Linked DNA regions of Macaca mulatta: region 1 is linked to region 2. Evidence: chromatin contacts called from public Hi-C data. All regions are on one chromosome and are shown on one strand. The core of a region is the stretch at or near the end of the contact, and the rest is flanking DNA. Distances in the headings are between cores, read along the strand shown.

The links. A called contact is a pair of places that touch in the nucleus more often than the background predicts.
Region 1: a contact with region 2 is called in a Hi-C map of liver, with 3 times the contacts expected there. The contact joins the promoter of FOXC1 here to the promoter of WRNIP1 in region 2. A contact is called at or near these places in 3 of 14 Hi-C or Micro-C datasets (fetal cortex germinal zone, fetal cortical plate and liver).

What each region holds. Positions count from the first base shown.
Region 1 is chr4:181,634,342-181,637,499 of T2T-MMU8v2.0, reverse strand. FOXC1 (forkhead box C1) reads left to right here and starts at 1,410. Exons shown (of 2, transcript XM_078001361.1): 1 at 1,410-1,721.
Region 2 is chr4:180,474,717-180,477,626 of T2T-MMU8v2.0, reverse strand. WRNIP1 (WRN helicase interacting protein 1) reads left to right here and starts at 1,324. Exons shown (of 7, transcript XM_001090684.5): 1 at 1,324-2,349. The coding sequence starts at 1,528.

The DNA of each region.
Region 1 (3,158 bases), core at 161-2,660, 1.2 Mb before region 2:
CTCCTGAGTAGCTGGGACTACAGGCGCCCGCCACCTCGCCCGGCTAGTTTTTTGTATTTTTTAGTAGAGACGGGGTTTCACCGTGTTAGCCAGGATGGTCTCGATCTGCTGACCTAGTGATCCACCCGTCTCGGCCTCCCAAAGTGCTGGGATTACAGGCTTGAGCCACCGCGCCCGGCCGAAAGGAGTATTTAAAGCACGCAGCAGGATGACCGCATACTAAGTGTTCAGTGCATCTTACCTGTCCTTGTAATTGTGGTTGTTAGTGTCCGTGTTTAAGATTGGAGAAACATGGAATAAATCTGCCTCTCATTAGTGTGCACACTCCGCCCCAAACCCCTTTTTTTTGTTGGGGGGAGGTGCTGCTCCATCTAGTGAGTGGGGAGATTTTCTAATTCCCACTGGGGTCCTTGTGACCCCAAGCCAAAGCTAACCTTTAGCAAAAGTAAATTCTGCATTTCTCTGCTGCCTTCATTTATAGTCAACCCAGCTGGACTAAAAAGAACTACCAGGGCAACCATAACTAAACACTACAGAGCAAGTGCCTCCTTTCCTCGCACACATTTATTTCTGTGGAAATTCGCCTATTTGCCATAGTTTAAGACAAACTTATTTTTTCACTTCCAAACTAAACAGCGCTAATCCGAATGCATACCTCTCTGTGTGCCAGCGTTTAGCCTGTGTCTGTGTCTGCTGCGTATGTAAATACGGACAAGCCTCTCTGCGGGCAAAGCCATAGAGATGCATGGTCCTTGTTCCCATAGGTGACTTCGGGGTGCGTAATTGCACGTGGGAGTGTGAGACCTAGTCAGTACCGCCACTCACTGGTCCTGTTCTCGAAACCGGTTCTTTGGAGGCTCAGTTTTTGGTAATTAAGACTAAGGAGTGCTTAAAAAACAGAAGTACATTTTCCTGGAAACCAGCAGTCTTTATTTGCAACTTTTATTGGCAAACCTGGCTGCCAGTAAATACATTCCTTGGCATCTCCCACAATGTAATTCACTTGATGGAGCGGCCTTGCTTTTTCTGTAACGTGTACATCAATTAAAAGGGCCGCCTGGAAGGAATGCGTAGTGGTGGCTGAAAGCTCCAGTCTCAGGTCACCTCCCTCCACTCCAGGAACAAAAGCATCTGTGGTCTGTGCCTGGCAGTCTGAGATGGTCTCCCCGATGGGGCTATTCCCGCCTGGACCCTGAGGGACGAGAGTTGCAGCCTAGGAAAACCAGGTGCCAGGCCCTGCGGGGTCCTACGCCGGCGGCGTGGTCTTCCCCAAGCCTCCTTCTCTAGAGACCGGGTTCCCAAGGGACGCTGTGGCGGGATGGATGGGCTGAGCCGGCCTTCGGGGCCCGGCGCGGGCAGAGGCGCCGCGGAGACTACGCCTCCGACGGCAGGGGGCGCTCGTAGCACGCGCAGTGCCCGGTGCGGGCGCCCGGGACGGCTGCCTGGCCCCGGGTTCCCCCGCGCGGGACCTGCCGGGGTCTGGTCCCCCAGCCTGAGAGCCCCCGTCTGGGTGGACCAAGCGGCCTCCGGGCGTCCACATCGTCCCTTCTTCTACCTACGCATGCGGGGAAGCGGCGGGGAGCCTGCGGAGGGCGGCCTGGGAGCAGAGACCACCGGGTCACCAGTGCACGCGTCCGGGCGCCCACCCACTCTCGAGGACCCGCAGTTCCCGGCGGCGTCGGCCCTCAGGCCCTCAGGGGAGGCCAGCGGCACCGAGCCAGGTACCGGCCTTGTCCCTGCCCTGAGAGGTGCAAACGCCGGCCCGGCCCAGGGCCCTGGGGCTGCTGCCCAAAGGTTCAGAGTGGGGGGCGGGGGGCCGAGCGCGCCTTACCCGCAGCAGGCCCGGCGGTGCGTCCGCGTGGTGCTACTCCCCGACCCGGGTGAGGGACTTCGGAAGGAAGGTCCCAGGGCGCAGGGCTCTGCCAAGGGAGCCCTCGGAAGGAAGGCTGGCGGCAGCCCGGGCGCCTGGGTCCGCTGCGGCGCGGGGCCGGAGACCCGGGAACAGCCCGCCACCTGCAAGGTTGCAGCCCACCTCACCACGCCGGCGGCTCCGGAGCTGTCTGTGGGTCTGTCTCACGGAGCAAAGCCCTGTCTTCCGACACCCGTAGCCAAGGCGCGTCCATGCAGGCGCACACGCCTTCCGCTCCAGCCCCAGGAAGGCGCTTTCGCCCTGCAGTCCTCCGACGGCCGGCGCCCGCCGCACCCTGCGCCGCGCACCCTGGCTCTGGCAGATTCTGGGACCTGGGGACTCGCCCGCCCTGCGCGGCCCGCCCCCCCACTCCGCCCCACAGGAGCCCAGGTTGGGAGGCTGCGGGGCCTCTGCCCTCCCAGGCCGTGGAGTGCGGCGGCCGCTCTGGGTCCGCTGGGGACCTGGATGGGGAGAAACTGGAGCTCGTGCGTGCACACACGCACCATTTGTTCTTTCCGATCATCTATCCCTTTACAAATTTTATTTTTATTCCGGATTGTTAATGCAAGGTGACAGTTTGAATCTCCATTTACCTCTGCCTGAACACAGGCAGCCCTGAGTCTTTTGAAGCCGGGCACCAAAGTTAAAGATTCACTTCCCGCATTCCCTACGGCCCCTTCTTGCAGCTTAGCTCGGCTCTGAGCCCCCGAAACGCCCTTCGAGGCGGGGGCTTTTCTGCAAAGGGGCGACAGGTGGGCCATCCCGAGGCGGGAAAGAGCAGGTGTTGGCTGACTTTCTCCTGGGTGAGTAAATAGGGGAACCGCCCATCTAGGGGAGTTAGGAGATGACATTAAATTATCCCGTCACACAAACTTCCCGTGGAGGTCTGCCCCTAGGAGGGCAACTATCGGATTAATCCAATCATGTAGACAGGCAATATGGATCACTTTGTCTTTAAAACAATCGAAAACCAAACGCTCTTTTCGTTTATTGTAGAAGTTATTTTTCTACTAGGGAGGGGGCTGAATTGGAACTGTGCTGACTGTGCTAACAAAACCTCTACTTGAAAATCTCCTAGCTAAGGAGTATCTACCCAAGGTCGCGGCCACACAGATGTTCGGTCCCCACTCCTTCCTCCGCTGAAAAGTCGCACCGATGACAAACGTTGCCTGCCGGCCTGGTGGTTTGAAAACGAATACCGGGCATTGATACCAGGATATCCTCCCCTACCCTTGGGCTTCTGGTCTAA
Region 2 (2,910 bases), core at 75-2,574:
TGCACTCCAGCCTGGGCAACTAAAGGGAAATTGCGTCTCAAAAAAAAAAAAAAATAATAATAATAATGATAATTTTAAAAAGCTCCAGATGCTCTTTTTGTACGATTTCAAATTATATGACGATTAAAGAAAGTTTAACTTGTTTCTCTAGCGTTTCTATTCATCTTATTTTTGAGCCTAACTTTCTTAGTTAGAAAAACTCTTAACCATCAAGCCAGGCGTGGTGGCTCAGCCTATAACCCTGACGACTCCAAAGGCTAAGGCGGGAGGGTCCCTGGCGTCCAGGAGTTCAAAGCTGTGGTGAGCTCCGGTCGCGACCCTGCACTCCAGCCTGGGCAACAGAATCTGCCTTTGCCCAGATTAAATAAAAATTCCACTTTTGCCAAATTTCAGAAAAGTCTTCATTCTCCCTCATTTACCTCCTCTAGTTACCAAAAATGCATGTTTAAGATACATGTTTTAAAACGGGAGATTCACAGAAAAGCAGAAAATAAAATCACAGAACACGGTAATTCATTCAAAGACGCAGAATACCACACTTGTTTTAATCTGATATTCTTTCCATTTCTATCCCTGTCTACGACGTAATTGCACACGGGTACCTCCCATCATTGGGTTGCTAAGGAGACAGAGGCTGGTGCTTCCGATTTGCCACCATGACACAGCGGCCCGCGAGAAGCATCTCTTGGCTCGCAGCGCGCTGTAGGTGAACCGCCCTTGACTAAAAGGCCAACAAACCTAAAAGGGGGCGAGAGACCCTTTATTTACTTTTCTCTGACCACTACTGAGGTGAGCATTTCTTTCACCCGCGTAGTTGTTTGTATTTCTTCTGCTGTTCAGGTCCAATAGAAAACTGGTTTTCTATTGGGGGCTTTCGGGTTTTTTCCCCCATTTCCCTTTCGTTACAAACGACCCGCCGCGGCCTCCTCCTGCTCGTCCCCACAGGCCCATTCCACAGCCCGGCGAGGAAAGCCAGGAAAGCGGCACTCGCCGCTCCAACAACCGCGCGCAGTCCGCGGCTCCCGCCCGCCCTCGCGCGCCTCGCAGGCCCAGGGAGACAGCGGCGTCCTCCCCCGCGAACCTCGCGCACGCGCACCACGCTCGCCCCGCGACCCCTCACAAAGGCTGTTCTGAGTCGGAAAAGGACGCACGGCGGCTGGGGCGAATGGCCGCGGACTACACTTCCCGAAGTGCCACGCGAGGTATTATCGGCGGCGATTGGGCCAAACGGCCACGGACTACACTTCCCTACATGCCGCGCGAGGCGCGCCGCCTCCGGGGCAAACGGCCGCGGACTACACTTCCCGACACGCCGCGCGAGGCGCTGCCAGCGGCCGGCCGAAGGCGGGCGGACGCGGGAGCTGCGGACGTGAGGCATGAGCGGCGCCCTCCCCCGGCCCGCGAGCGTCCTGCTGGCTCCCCGAGCGAGGGTCGCGCGGCGCTGGGCCTAGCGGAGGGCATCGGAGGCCTCGGCGTGTGCACGGGCTGCTGCGGCAGCGCCTGGCGCCGGGGAGGGCGGCGGCCGCCATGGAGGTGAGCGGGCCGGAAGACGACCCCTTCCTCTCGCAGCTGCACCAGGTGCAGTGCCCCGTGTGCCAGCAGATGATGCCCGCCGCGCACATCAACTCGCACCTGGACCGCTGTCTGCTGCTCCACCCCGCGGGGCACGCGGAACCCGCGGCCGGGTCGCACCGCGCCGGGGAGCGGGCCAAGGGGCCCTCGCCGCCCGGCGCTAAGAGGCGGCGTCTGTCCGAGAGCTCGGCGCTGAAGCAGCCTGCCACCCCGACGGCAGCCGAGAGCAGCGAGGGCGAAGGCGAGGAGGGCGACGACGGCGGCGAGACCGAGAGCCGCGAGAGCTACGACGCGCCGCCCACGCCCAGCGGCGCCCGCCTCATCCCGGACTTCCCGGTGGCCCGCTCCAGCAGCCCCGGGAGGAAGGGGTCGGGGAAGAGGCCGGCGGCCGCCGCCGCGGCGGGGAGCGCGTCTCCGCGCAGCTGGGACGAGGCGGAGGCGCAGGAGGAGGAGGAGGCTGTGGGCGATGGCGACGGGGACGCTGACGCGGACGCGGACGGCGAGGACGACCCGGGGCACTGGGACGCGGACGCTGCCGAAGCCGCCACCGCCTTTGGGGCCAGTGGCGGGGGCCGCCCGCACCCCCGGGCGCTGGCGGCCGAGGAGATCCGACAGATGCTACAGGGCAAGCCGCTGGCCGACACGATGCGTCCTGACACGCTGCAGGACTACTTCGGGCAGAGCAGGGCCGTGGGCCAGGATACCCTGCTGCGCTCGCTGCTGGAGACCAACGAAATCCCCTCGCTTATCCTGTGGGGGCCGCCGGGCTGCGGCAAGGTGAGTGCAGCCTTGGCCGCGGGGCTTCCGTCGCTCACTCGGCGGTGGATGCAGCTGACGGTCGGAGAGCCGGGTGTGCTGTCCCCCGGAGAAGCCGCCTGACTCTCCTGGATAAGAGGGCCCAGGGGTGCAGACGCAGGCTGGGCTGGGGCAGTGCCTGGTCCACAGGTGGAGTCTGTGATGGGCGTGAAAAGGGTACACACCCCCAGATTCGGAAGGCAGGCTTGCCGGGTTTTCAAAAGGACGATGTCTGTGAATCCATAGTTTTACAAGATATGGACTCTTAGATTTGATCTGCCTTTATCGTTCTCCCCGCCCTCTCCCCAGACTTTGATTTAGTAACCGAATTCGCAAGGAATCAGCGTGTTTAAATTGTAAAGAAACGTGTATATTCCGTTTGTACGTAAAACGGTTTCAGCTTTGAAAAAAAAACGAATTCTGTTGTGCTTCCTTCCCTTTCCTCTAGTTGTTGGTTTAACAGACTGGTATTTATTTATTCTTGAGAATATGTTTATTTAACATTCTTATATTCTTGAGGATATATTTATTTTACTAAATATA